2 separate regions of the Hordeum vulgare genome follow, and region 2 is linked to region 1. Evidence: chromatin contacts called from public Hi-C data. All regions are on one chromosome and are shown on one strand. Each heading gives the region's core, a stretch centred on a gene start, on an enhancer-like site or on the middle of the called end of the contact. The rest is flanking DNA. Distances are from core to core; before and after follow the strand shown. Region 1 holds the start of LOC123407650 (LRR receptor-like serine/threonine-protein kinase GSO1). Region 2 has its middle 280 kb from the start of LOC123407650.

The links. A called contact is a pair of places that touch in the nucleus more often than the background predicts.
Region 2: a Hi-C map of leaf shows a contact between it and region 1, with 2.4 times the contacts expected there. The contact joins the enhancer-like site here to the promoter of LOC123407650 in region 1. A contact is called at or near these places in 2 of 6 Hi-C or Micro-C datasets (leaf and seedling).

Annotation. Positions count from the first base shown.
Region 1 is chr7H:420,945,653-420,952,038 of MorexV3_pseudomolecules_assembly, reverse strand. LOC123407650 (LRR receptor-like serine/threonine-protein kinase GSO1) reads left to right here and starts at 2,426. Exons shown (of 4, transcript XM_045100832.1): 1 at 2,426-2,936; 2 at 3,411-3,671; 3 at 3,762-4,637; 4 at 4,885-5,738. The coding sequence starts at 2,480. The coding sequence ends at 5,378.
Region 2 is chr7H:421,224,744-421,231,129 of MorexV3_pseudomolecules_assembly, reverse strand. No RefSeq gene overlaps it. Among protein-coding and RNA genes, the nearest start is that of LOC123407650, 280 kb to the right of the region's middle. Within about 2 kb of position 2,864, at least 2 of the 3 cell types and tissues checked have open chromatin away from gene starts, as enhancers often do. A contact at or near this core is called in leaf, where this site is marked.

The sequences.
Region 1 (6,386 bases), core at 1,177-3,676:
ATGTCGCTGAAGCATAAGAAGGAGACGGCTGCCATTGTTGCCGGCCAACAGGCGGAGGTCGATGATGTCCCATTGGAGAACCTGGCCGAGGACGAGCGGGTGCCACCCTCACCGGTGCACTGAACCATGACCATCGGCAAGGAACATGCCCATTACATGGACATCGTGCGAGATGATCGAGAGGAGCAGTTACATGAGGCGAAGGCGATGCGGCCTACAACCTCCATCTCCTTGAGGAGCACCGGCAGGCTGAGGAGCAGCTCGAGGCTGACAGGACAATCACGCCAAACATGGACATGACACAGCAGGCGACGCTTCTCGAGTCCTAGCGCTTCGCTGGCGAGATCCACCTTGACCGTTGGTGATACAGCTAGCGTCAGGCAGAACTGGAGGCCGCCTATAAGTAGTTTGATGAGGCGACAAATGAGGCGTGGGGCAAGAGCGACGAGGAGGAGGACATTGCCGTCTCTGCCAAGGCCGCTCCCCGTTGCCATGACCACAAAGTCAACACATCCGCGGGCGTTGCCGATGACAAGGAAGAGTAGTGCATGGTAGGTCGATGCCGCTCGGATCCTAGGAAGACCACCGCTTGTGTGAAGCCAAGCTTGGTGGGCTGATAATCTTCGGCCGGTTAGCCGCTCAAGCCGTGGTGGCGGAGGCTCCGGAGCTTGAGCCGGAGAAGGCGAAGACAAGTGTCGGAGTTTCAATTCTCGGGGCTGAGGGCATTTCGATGGGAACGGGCATCGACAATCATTTTGATTAGGAATTATACCTCAAAACTAAGACAAGTTCTGATTTTAGTTAAAGTATGTCTGAAATATAATGAATTTCCTCATGTCTATATGAAACATGTCATGTTTGTATGGATCTCTTCTAGTTCATTAAAAAATTCAACTGATTTACATGAATTTCGTCCGTCTAGTTTCAACAATTTTAATAACTAGCAAAAGAGCCCGTGCGTTGCAACGGAAGCAAACCATACAACACGTTTTAACCTAATAATCATGACTTGAGATATTTATTTAAACTTACTGCATAAATAGAATTTAAAAATTGTTAAATAAGTAAAATAACATCATATTTTGATTATACGCATCACTATAGATTCAAATTACATTATAAATAGAAATTAAAAAAATTAAATAGGTAAGATACATTAGATTTTGATTCAACACATTTTTTGAATGGAGGTTCATATGTAATAATTTAAAATTAGAGTTACAATTTAAAAGATATAATTTTTTTAAGTATTTGTTAATTGTAATTGGACCGCGGATTAATTAACAACACGGATCGGTCTCGTTATGAAAAATGGATTGTACGCTATTGATTAAAATTACAGCATAAATATTATTTAAAAATTATTAAATAAATAAAGTAACATTATATTTAGATTGTGCGCATCATTATTGATTAAAATTACATTATAAACAGAATTTTTCAAAATTAAATAGTAAACTAACATTATATTCAGATTCTACATATTTTTCTAATAAAATTTCATATATAATAATGTAAAATTAGAGTTACCATTTAAAAGATATAATTTTTTAAAGTATTTTGCATTTATAATTGAACTACAGATTAATTAATTAAAAACTGTAGGGGTGTTTTCGAAAAAATACGAAAGATGATTGTTTTTTTTACTCAAGTATGTACTGCGGGTTTATTTTATGAAAACTGAAGGAGGTTTCTACAAAAAATCAAAAAAACGATTCGTTTTCTCACTGTATTATTTACTGTGGGTTGATTTCGGGAAAGCACAGGGGTTTCCTATAAAAACAAAAAAAAACGATTCGTCTCTCACTTAAATCCGTACTGCGGGTTGATTTCAGGAAAATCCAGGGTGTTTTTTGCAAAATGAAGACGAAGAACGGAAGAAGCACTGCGTGCTTTATTATTAGGGAGAGATTGTTGAAATATATGTGGTTAGTTTTGGATGATGGTTTTTGATATCGGTGTGGACTGTCCGCGGACAAATGACATACTCCCTCCGTTCCAAAATAAGTGTCTCAACTTTGTACCAGCTCTAATACAAAATTGTATTAAGATTGAGACAGTTATTTTGGGACGGGGGAGTAGATAATTCGCCGGGCGTGCGTCGGAGATGTCCTTGGCCATATTGTTATCAACATTGTAAATGTGTATAAACCTGTCGAAAAAGAAAAGAATGGTGACGCAACTTGAAGTACGGCAGTACCGTATTTCTTCACCCTCAGGGGATCGTACTGATTCACTTGACACAGATACGGTATCCGATCCATCCCGCACGTGCACGTGTAATCGAACGCGAGTAGGAAATCCCCATAAACCCCCTCCGATTCCCACCTTTTCACCGTCCATCCAAACGCCTTTTGACTGACCGACCCCACCACCCCCACATCGTCCTTTTTACCGCAAACCCCCCTATAAGCCCCCAAATTCCAACTCCTCCGCGCACCCGAAGCTACTCTGCTGTTCTGCTACCCCCCTTCCTCCCATGGCGTCCAAGAACGCCCTGCTCGGCCGCCTCATCCTGCTCCTCCTCGCGTCCGTCACCTCGGCCTCCTCCTCGTCCAATTCCGGCAATGCCGAGACGGACGCGCTGATGGAGATCAAGGCGGCGCTAGATCCGTCGGGGCGCGCGCCGGCGCTGGCGTCGTGGTCGCGCGGCGGGGACCCGTGCGGCCACAGGGACTACTTCGAGGGCGTCTCCTGCGACGCTCGCGGGAGGGTCTCGGTCGTATCTCTGCAGGGGAGGCGGCTCTCCGGGAGCGTCTCGCCGGCGGTGGCTATGCTCCCGGGACTCACCGGGCTGTACCTGCACTACAACGAGCTGAGCGGGGCGATCCCTCGCGAGCTTGGCAACCTCCCCGACCTCGCGGAGCTCTATCTCGGCGTGAACAACCTGTCCGGGGGCATCCCCGTCGAGCTCGGCCGCCTTCATCGCCTCCAAGGTACTGTACTGACTACCGAGCGAGTTCTTCCGTTTTGAAACTGGTACCTAATCCTACAATGTGGGTACGTCTATTTCTGATCCTGAATTTGATGACATTCGTTAGTAGTAGTACTAGTACTCATCTAGTAGTACGCAGAATTTGAATTTGGCAAGTACATTTTGGCTTGTTCGTACGGGTGGCTCGCCCTCGCTGCTGATTACCTGCACTGCATGGACCAAAACTTTGAAGTCTTCTGACTAGTATACAGGCAGTGTGCGCATTCAAACTCTGAAATACGATCCATATTTATTCCCTGTGCATGGACTGTTCCTACAGCTCACAATGGCCATTATAATTAATTACCTGTCCACTTCCAGGATTTGATTAATTAGCCGTACCAAAAACTTGGAGTACTAATCAATTTGCAGCAGTGATCGATTGTTCTTCTCTAATGGTAAATGGCTGAGAAGTTTGTGTTCTTCTTTCCTGCAGTGCTGCAGCTGGGCTACAACCAGCTCTCAGGGAGCATCCCTACTCAGCTAGGTGAGCTCAAGACGCTCACTGTTCTTGCCGTCCAGTCCAACCAACTCACCGGGGCGATACCGGCGTCTCTAGGGGACTTGCCGGAGCTGACACGGCTGGACTTGAGCTCCAATCACCTGTTTGGCTCCATCCCTTCCAAGCTTGCCGGCATCCCACAGCTTGCAACACTGGACCTCCGAAACAATACACTTTCAGGAAGTGTTCCTTCTGGTAAGTAGTCTTCAACAATGGTGTTCATGTTTACAATGTCACTGCCTCTGTTACCATCTGAATTGTCTTGTCTCCACTGGTATTTTGTAGATCTGAAGAAATTGGGTCACGGATTTAAGTTCGACAACAATTTAGAGCTCTGCGGGTCTCGTTTTGATTCTCTGAAAGCCTGTCCTAACGATGACAACGTCGATGATCAAATGCCGAATAAACCCGAATCAACCTCCATCAAACCGCAGCAAACTCCACAAAATACAAGCCAAAACACAAATTGCGACAACGGCACATGCTCAAGCTCATCGACACTCTCTTCAGCAGCTGTTCTTGCCGGAACAATCATAATCATAGCTGGGGTGGCGGCTTGTGGTCTATCTGTCTTCTCATGGCACCGCCGGCAGAAGCAGAAGGTTGGTTGTTCTGTGGAGAGCTTGGAAGGAAGGCCTAGTTTGGAGCAATCAAAGGAAACATACCAGAAGAGTGCCTCCTCACTGATCAATGTGGAGTATTCCAGTGGGTGGGACACTTCGTCGGAGGGATCGCAGCACGGAGCAAGGCTGTCGCCCGAGGGCTCCCCGAGTGTGAGGTTCAATCTCGAAGAGGTGGAGTGCGCGACGCAGTACTTCTCGGACATCAATGTGCTCGGCAAGAGCACCTTTGCGGCGACACATAGAGGGATAATGCGGGATGGCTCGGTCGTCGCCGTCAAGAGCATCAACAAGAGTAGCTGCAAGTCGGAGGAGGCTGACTTCTTGAAAGGGCTCCGCGTGCTTACGTCGCTGCGGCATGAGAACCTCGTTGGCTTAAGGGGTTTCTGCCGCTCCCGGGCTAGAGGGGAGTGCTTCCTCGTCTATGAGTTCATGGCGAACGGTAGCCTTTCCCGGTATCTGGATATCAAGGACGGTGACGCCGAGGCGAGGATCCTCGACTGGCCTACCCGGGTCTCCATCATCAAAGGCATTGCCAAAGGTACTCTATAATATACACCACCATTTCTAAGCTTTTTGAGCCAGCTTAATTATTACTAGTAGTATTATTTTGCTGTATACGAAACTGTTTTTTAGTATAAAATAAACACATTAAAGATGGTTTGAGTTTGATGTACATGCTGAAATTCTGAATTGTTTCAGGAAGTTTGTACTGTATATAATGTACTCCTACGTAGTAATTCGTTCTACTGCTCTCTGCACATGCTGAAATTCTGAAATTATTTCAGGAATCGACTACCTGCACAGCAGCAAACCGAGCAAGCCCCCTCTGGTCCACCAGAACATCTCGGCAGACAAGGTGCTCCTGGACCACCTGTTGGTGCCCCGTCTCTCCGGCTCCGGCGTGCACAAGCTGCTGGCCGACGACGTGGTCTTCTCCACACTCAAGGCCAGCGCCGCCATGGGGTACCTGGCGCCAGAGTACACGACCACCGGCCGGTTCACGGACAAGAGCGACGTGTACGCCTTCGGGGTGGTCGTGTTCCAGGTGCTCACCGGGAAGAAGGCGGTGTCGCAGCACCTCCTCCGCTGCCCCGTCGGCGACGCGGAGCCCGGCGGTGGCGCCAAGCTTGACGACCTCGTGGATCCCCGCCTCGGGGCCAGGTTCTCGAGGCCCGAGGCAGCGAAGCTGGCCGGGATCGCGCTGCTGTGCACCAGCGAGGCGCCGGGCCAGCGCCCCGCCATGGCCGCGGTACTGCAGCAGCTCGGCGCCAGCCAGTAATGACTAATGAGCGATCGTTGCCGCCGCGTTAACTCCTTTCTTGTTAGCTAAGCTGCCATTTTTCCCTTTCAGCTCCAGCTCCATCGATCGGTTGGTACGTTCCTTGCTCAGGAACCTGACAGTTCGTCGCAAGCCAAGTTTCTGCTCTATCTATGCAGTCAGTAGCAGTAGTTAATTAGTGGTTGCATCAATTTGGCAGCAACCACTTCAGTTCAGTCTGGTCCGGTGACACTGATCACTGATTGTATCCTCATCTTTTTTCACTCTCTACTGTAAATGTGTGGTGTGCCGTGCTACTATTATCAGGTTGTAAATGCGCGGCACGAAATAAAGTCTACCCTGTTTTGAGATTTCAAAAAATGCGACGATGGCCATATGCTACTACCTATGTACTGTGATGCACTAATGCTAGTGTGCTAGCTGATGCGAGGCACGCGGCACGCATGCTGCATTTAGGAGCCTCGGTCCTCCTCTGACCTCTGGACTCTGCTCCGGTGCCATGTTGTTGTTACTGATCTTTGTTGCGTTGCAGGTTCCGGCCGGATCTGAGAGTAAAAGTGACAGCACCACTACCACCTCCTCTATCAACATTTCCTTCTGGGAGGCGCTTTAGATCAGATCGGGTATTAAAACGCGGCTTCAGACGCTGGTCCTGTTGCTTTTGCTTCAGGGTAGGTTTGAAGCTTTGGCAAAGTAGGATCGACTGCAACCCGTTTTTCCTCTTGACTGTGGACTGTAATTTTTGGTGCATGGAAAACACGTTCTTCCGTCAGAAAACCTCAGGTTTGACACCCAAGATGCTGTCCTCCTCCTCCCTCTTTTTTTTTTTGATAAGGAGGAAACGAGCCCCCGACCACTCCTCCTCCCTCCTTGCGTCCGCCTCCTTCTTTCTTGGCTCCCCTCTCTTCTTCCTCTAGCGCTTCATTTTAAAAACTTTTAACTAGACATGATAATTTTAATGATGCTCACATAAGAATAATAAATGAAACATACAAACGAGCATCATAA
Region 2 (6,386 bases), core at 1,615-4,114, 280 kb before region 1:
AAACATTTATAACTTCAAAAAATGTTCATGCTTTAAAAATTTGTTCTCAAGATTACAAAAAATTTCGTGCTTTAAAATTTTGTTCACGCTTTCAAATTTGTTCTCCGTTTTAAAAAATTGTTCAACATTGTTCGCCTTTCCAAATTTGTTCGGTGTTTTAAAAATTTTGTTTGAAAGATTCAAAAAGTGCTTGGGCTTTAACAAATTGTCCGTGCTTCCGAATTTGTTCATGATTTTTCAAAATTGTTCTCGGTTACAAAACTTTTCTCAAAATGCAAAAAACGTTCGTGCATTCGAATTTATTCGGAGTTTTTCAAAATTGTTCTCCTATTCAAAATTTTGTACTCAAGATTCAAAAAATATTCGTGATTTAAAAAATTGTTTAAGATTTTTCAAAATTGTTCCGGGTTTCAAATTTTGTTCTCAAAATTCAAAAACTTTTTGTGTTCTAAAATTTGTTCATGCTTTCAAATTTTTCGGGGGTTTTCAAAATTGTTCTCTATTTCAAAATTTTGTTCTCAAGATTTCGAAAATGTTCGTGCTTTAAAAAATAGTCCGCACTTCCAAATTTGTTCAAGATTTTGCAAATAAATTTGGAAAATATTTCTGCTTTTCTAAAAAAATATCTGGATTTTCAGAATATATTCTGGATTTTCAAAAAATGTTTTTCAAATTCGAAAAAGGTTCCTGGTTTTTAAAAAAATGTTTTCCTAAACTGTTCTTCAACTTCGAAAACGGTATTTGCTTTTTAGAAAAAAGTTTTGGATTTTCAATAAATGTTCTGGATTTTTTGAAATGTTTGCAGAAAATGTTCTTGTTTTTCGACATTTGTGCTGAAGATTCATAAAAATGTTTGTGTTTTCAAAAAAGTTCAAGTTTATGAATTTGTTCAGTATTTTTCAAAATTTTCTAATGTTCAAAACTTGTTCTAAAAATTCAAAAAATGTTCATACTTTCCGAAAAATTGTTCATGCTTCCAAATTTGTTCGGAGTTTTCAAAATTATGCTCTCAAGATTCGAAAATGTTCATGCTTTAAAAAATTGTTCGCATTCCTAATTTTTTTAGGATTTTTTGTCCTTGGTTTTAAAATTTGTTCTCAAGATTAAAAAATGTTTATACTTTAAAAAATGTTTGCGCTTTCAGACTTGTTCTTTAATTTAAAAAACATTCATGTTTTCACAAAATGATTGAGAAATTTCACGTTTTTTCGATTTGAATAAAAATGAAAAAAAACAAACCGGAAGAAAAAAAGGAAAAAAGGAAAAAAGAGAGAAGAAATTATCCAATTTTTTTAGACAAACAAGAAGTTGGGCCGGCCTTGTCTCGTGCCCCCTGTGCGTGGGAGCGATCCCCTGCTGCAGGGAGTGGCACGTAGGAGTTCCTTTAAATACAACTAGCAAATGAGCCCGTGCGTTGCAACGAGTAAAAAGAGAACACACTCCCTAACCTAATAAGCATGACTCAAGATTATTATTTTTTTGAAGGAAAACTGTAAGGGAAACCCCCCACAGCGAGTTTTTTTTAAATAATAAGAACCTAAATTCGCGCCCGTGGGGACTTGAACCAAGGTGGCTGGGTTGTACATCCACTCCACTAGCCAAGTGAGCTAGGCTCACTTCCTCATGACTCAAGATTTTAAGAGGTCCATTTCTTTTATTTCAACACATGCCATCCCATATGCCTTTTTTATTTATCCTTCTTTCTAGTCTCGTCTATGGTGGCTTTAATGTTCATACCATCACAACACGTTTGAATGTTGTCAATCTTAATACGTCTTCCTCTTGATATAGGATGATAAATCTATTTTTTGTGAGATTTTGGTAAGGTGTGCATGCATGGTTATAGACATTTTTTGGTTCCTCGTCTTAGTTTTGCCGAAGTGTTCATTGTCAATTCGTATTGACACCGATATGAAAGAAAGACCGGTCATGCGATGTTGATTAAGATTTCATCATAGATACCACTTTTTCAAAGGTTATCAGGTTAAATAATATCATATTCATATTCTATATATTTATTTAATCTAATTTCATATATGACATGTTAACTTTAGAGTTAAGGTTCAAAAGATATGTATTTATGAAAAATAAATTAATATTGCGGGTTGATGATCAGAAACTTGAGGGGGTTTTCTAAAAAATAGTATGACGAACTAAGGATATCTATTTTCTTTATTAGTAGGTATAGATGTCCATTACTGATCTTGAGAATGACTCGTACTCATATTAAGAGGATCTAAGCTCGGGCTCCAACTCGCATTTCCCTGTTTATTTCTATCTTTTATATTTTTCCTCATCATCTTTCAATACCTATAATGAGAGTATTTTTGAAAATTCATCAATCTTTTTAAATAGGTTCATATTTTTTTAATTGCACGAACTATTTTTTCAAAATGATGAACTGTTTTCAATTTCAAATTCGGTTATCATTTTTACCGGATTCAATGAACTTTTTAAGATTTTTGGTGAACTTTTTAAAATACAATGAACTTTTATCAATTCGATTAACTTTCTTTAAATTTTGATAAACTTTTTCAAATTCAGTGATTTGTATTTGAAAATTGATGGACTTTTTACAGATTTGTGCTTTTCTTTCAAAATCGATGGACCATATTTTAGATATTTCATAAATCTGTGAACATTTTTTAGTGTTTGACAAACATATTCAAAATTATGAAAATCAGTCTTTTTCATGAACCAGCAGCGCAAGCCAGAATAAAGAGGCAGCAAGGCAAATGAAAGCGAACCTAAAGGAGCGATTTTATAATGGGCCATGATCTGCTATTGGTTACTGCGGAGCCAATTCTTCAACGGACGCCTACAGCAACCAATAGAATGGAAAACCCTATTTGAGGCTCACCGCCTCAAATAGTCAGGCAAACGCACAGGGGCGAGCAACTGGGACAGCCCATCTCCCTCTGCAGGCAGTATCGTATTTTGCTTTTTGTGTCCTTTTTCTGTTTCGTTTTTTCGTTTTTCTGTTCTTGTTTCATTTTTTCGATGTTTATTTTTTAAAACTAAGTTCATGTTTGAAAGTTGCTTTTGAAATTCAGAAAATATTGTTGCTTTTATAAAAATGTTCTAAATTTCAAATAAATGCCGTTTTTCAAAAACATTCATAACTTCAATAAATGTTCGGCATTTTACAAAGATGTTCGACATTTTTGAAAAAGTTGTTCGCAATTTTAGAAAAATGTTCCTTTTTTCAAAAATGTTATTGTTGCCTTTATAATTTTTGATTGCTTTAATTCGTAACAAGCTTTCCTTTTTTTCAAAATGTGTTTATCTTTCAAAAATGTTTGTCTTTCAAAAAATGTTCTCGTATTAGAAATATTCTTGCTTTTTCACAAATTTTTCTCATATTAAAAATATTCTTGCTTTTTAAAAAATGTTCGTCTTTCAAAAAGGTATTTTCAGTTTTGTTCTTTTCATAAATTTGTCAAAGTTTTCAAAAAATATTCTTCCTTTTTCAATTTTTTATAAAAAATGTTCCTGTTTTACGAAGAATGTTTCTCTTTTAAAAAATATGTTCACAAATTGAAAACTTTTTCAAACTTTTTTCACCAATTCTAAAAATGTTCATGATTTGAAAATAGTCATGAAATTTAAAAAGTATTCTTTATTTTCTGTATATGTTTTTTCCTTTTCAAAAAATGTACGTAAGTTCAGAAAATGTTTGTGTTTCGAAAAGTGTACATAAGTTGAATAATTGTTCCCACTTCAAAATTTCATTACAAATTTCAGAAAATGTTCTTTTTTCACATATTATTCACAATTTTCAAAAAATGTTCTTGTTTCCACATTTTTATAAAAACAATTTACTGTTATATAAACTATGTCTTTTGAAAAATTTGTTCAAAAATTGGAAACTTGTTCCAATATTGTTCACTAATTCTAAAAGTGTTCACGATTTGAAAATGTTTGGGAATTTTAGAAATTGTTCTTCTTTTTCTAAAAAATGTTTGTGTTGTCAAAAGGTGCACATCAGTTCAAATAATGCCCGTGTTTCAAAAAGTGTACATAACTTGAAAAAATGAACGCGCTTCAAAAAGTGTTTACAAATTTCAAAAAATGTTCTTTTTTTCATAAATTGGTCGATATTTTAAGAAATGTCCTTGATTCACCCTTTTATAAAAATCTTCCTGTTTTACATAAAATGTTTCTCTTTTTTAGAATTTTGTTCACCAATTGGAAAGTTGTTCAAATTTTGTTCTCCAATTTTAAAAATGTTCAGGAATTTACTTTTTTTTCTTCATTTTATAAAATATATTTAGCTTTTAAAAAAATGTACATAAGATAAAACAATGTTCATGTTCAAAAAGTGCGCATAAGTTGAAAAAATGTTCCTGCTTCAAAAATTGTTTACAAACTTTAAAAAATGTTCCTTTTTTCATAAATTTGTCAGAAAAAATTAGAAAATGTTCTGGTTTTCAAATTTTTATAAACAAATGTTACTATTATATGAAAAATGTCTCTTTTGAAAATTTTGTTCACAAATTGAGAACTTGTTCCAATTTGTTTCACCAATTCTAAATATGTTCATGATTTCAAAATGTTTGGAAACTTTAATTTTTTTTCTTCTTTTTCTAAAAAATGTTTGGCTTTTCAAAAAGTGTACGTCAGTTCAAAAAATGTCAGTGTTTCAAAAAGTGTACATTAGTTGAAAAAAAGATCCTGCTTCAAAAATTGTTTATAGTCGACTTTTTTAAAAATGATCTTGTTTACACACTTTTATGCAAAATGTTCTTGTTTTGCGTAAAATGTTTGAAAGTGCGTTATATCGACTAGAGGGGGGTGAATAAGAGATTTTTAGAATTTCATCACTGAGGAAATTCCTTTTGAGGAAATTCCTCACAGATGACTAACTTAGAGCGGAAACAGTAAAGGATCAGAAGTGCAAAGTTTCACAACATCAGTTTTTCAGTGTGAGGAATGTGAAAACAGATTGCACAGTGAGCAGGCACGCATAAAACAGATGAAGATTAACTAGCGTGAAGAATTTGGGGTTGAGGAATTTCAGAGAAAGTCTTCAGCAAATTTTTCAAACAGTAACAGTGAAAGTCATCAACACATAATGTGAGGAAAGTAAGGAGTTGAGTAATTAGAACCCGTTTCACAGTGAAGACAGTAGTTGATGACCCAGTTCCAATTGTTGTGACAGTTGTACATCTGGTTTGGAGCGGCTTGGTATTGAAACCAAAGGACACACCGTCCCGGGACACACAGTCCCTACCGTGTTCTCCTTGGGCTAAGAACACACAGTCCTCACCCAACACTCGTGGTAAATCTTCAGGGCAGACTTCAAAACCCTCACAAACTTGGTCACCCGGCGATCCACAATTGACTGCTGGATTGCTCTAGACCATGACGGCTAACCATCTGGAGGATGCACAGTCCTCAAAGGTAAAAGGCTTCAGTCCCACACAGGAACAACTTCTTCAGTGATGCTCAATCACTTGGTTCTAGGTTTGTGGTTTGGTGTTTGGGGTATTTCCTCACTAATGAATTACTCTCGAAGGCTCTGAGGAATTGGGTTACTCTTATGACAAGTGTCAGTTTCTAACGGAGCAGCCAACCAGCTAATGGTTGTGGGGGGCGGCTATTTATAGCCTGGGAGCATCCCGACATGATTTGACACTAATGCCCCTAAATAATATGACCGTCGGTGTGGATAAGACCAATGATGTGGCATGGCTATCGAAACGGTCGGAACCCTCAACTGTGAGAGTCCTCATGTCACTCGTATTCCTCACTTGAGGCTTTTGGTAGGATTAGGCTTGGGTTGAGAATCATGAGGAAATTCATTCTGAAGTGTAACTTCGACCCCCTTTAACAGTACGGTGTTCCTATTACTCAAGTGTGAAGAAAGTAAAACAGAAAGAGTAAATCTTCATGCTTCAAAGTCTTCAGAATGATTTTCTTCAGGACACACCGTATTCCTCAATTTCAATATCTTTATGAGGAATATCGATTTCATCGCAGATTCTTCGCGATTCAATTCTTAAGCTTCAGACCAATTTCTTCAACCGAAGATATACATTTTTAGGGCTCGATATTCATCAAATATCTCAAACTCCTGAGTGACTTATAGATCCTGTGTACACTCATAAACACATTAGATACTTAACCTATAAGTCTTCAAACCATCAAAATCCCTAAGGGGCACTAGATGCACTTACAATCTCTCCCTTTTTGGTGGTTGATGACAATTAGGTTAAGTATTCAACAGGGATAACAATATGAAGTGTAAATACTTATTTGAGGAATTTGAAATCAAGATTCAGAGAGACTCCCCCTGAAGATGTGCATATCTTGAGGATTTTGCCTTCTACAGCAAATACACATTGATGATTTATATCATGGAGATCTCTCCCTGAGTCTTGTAA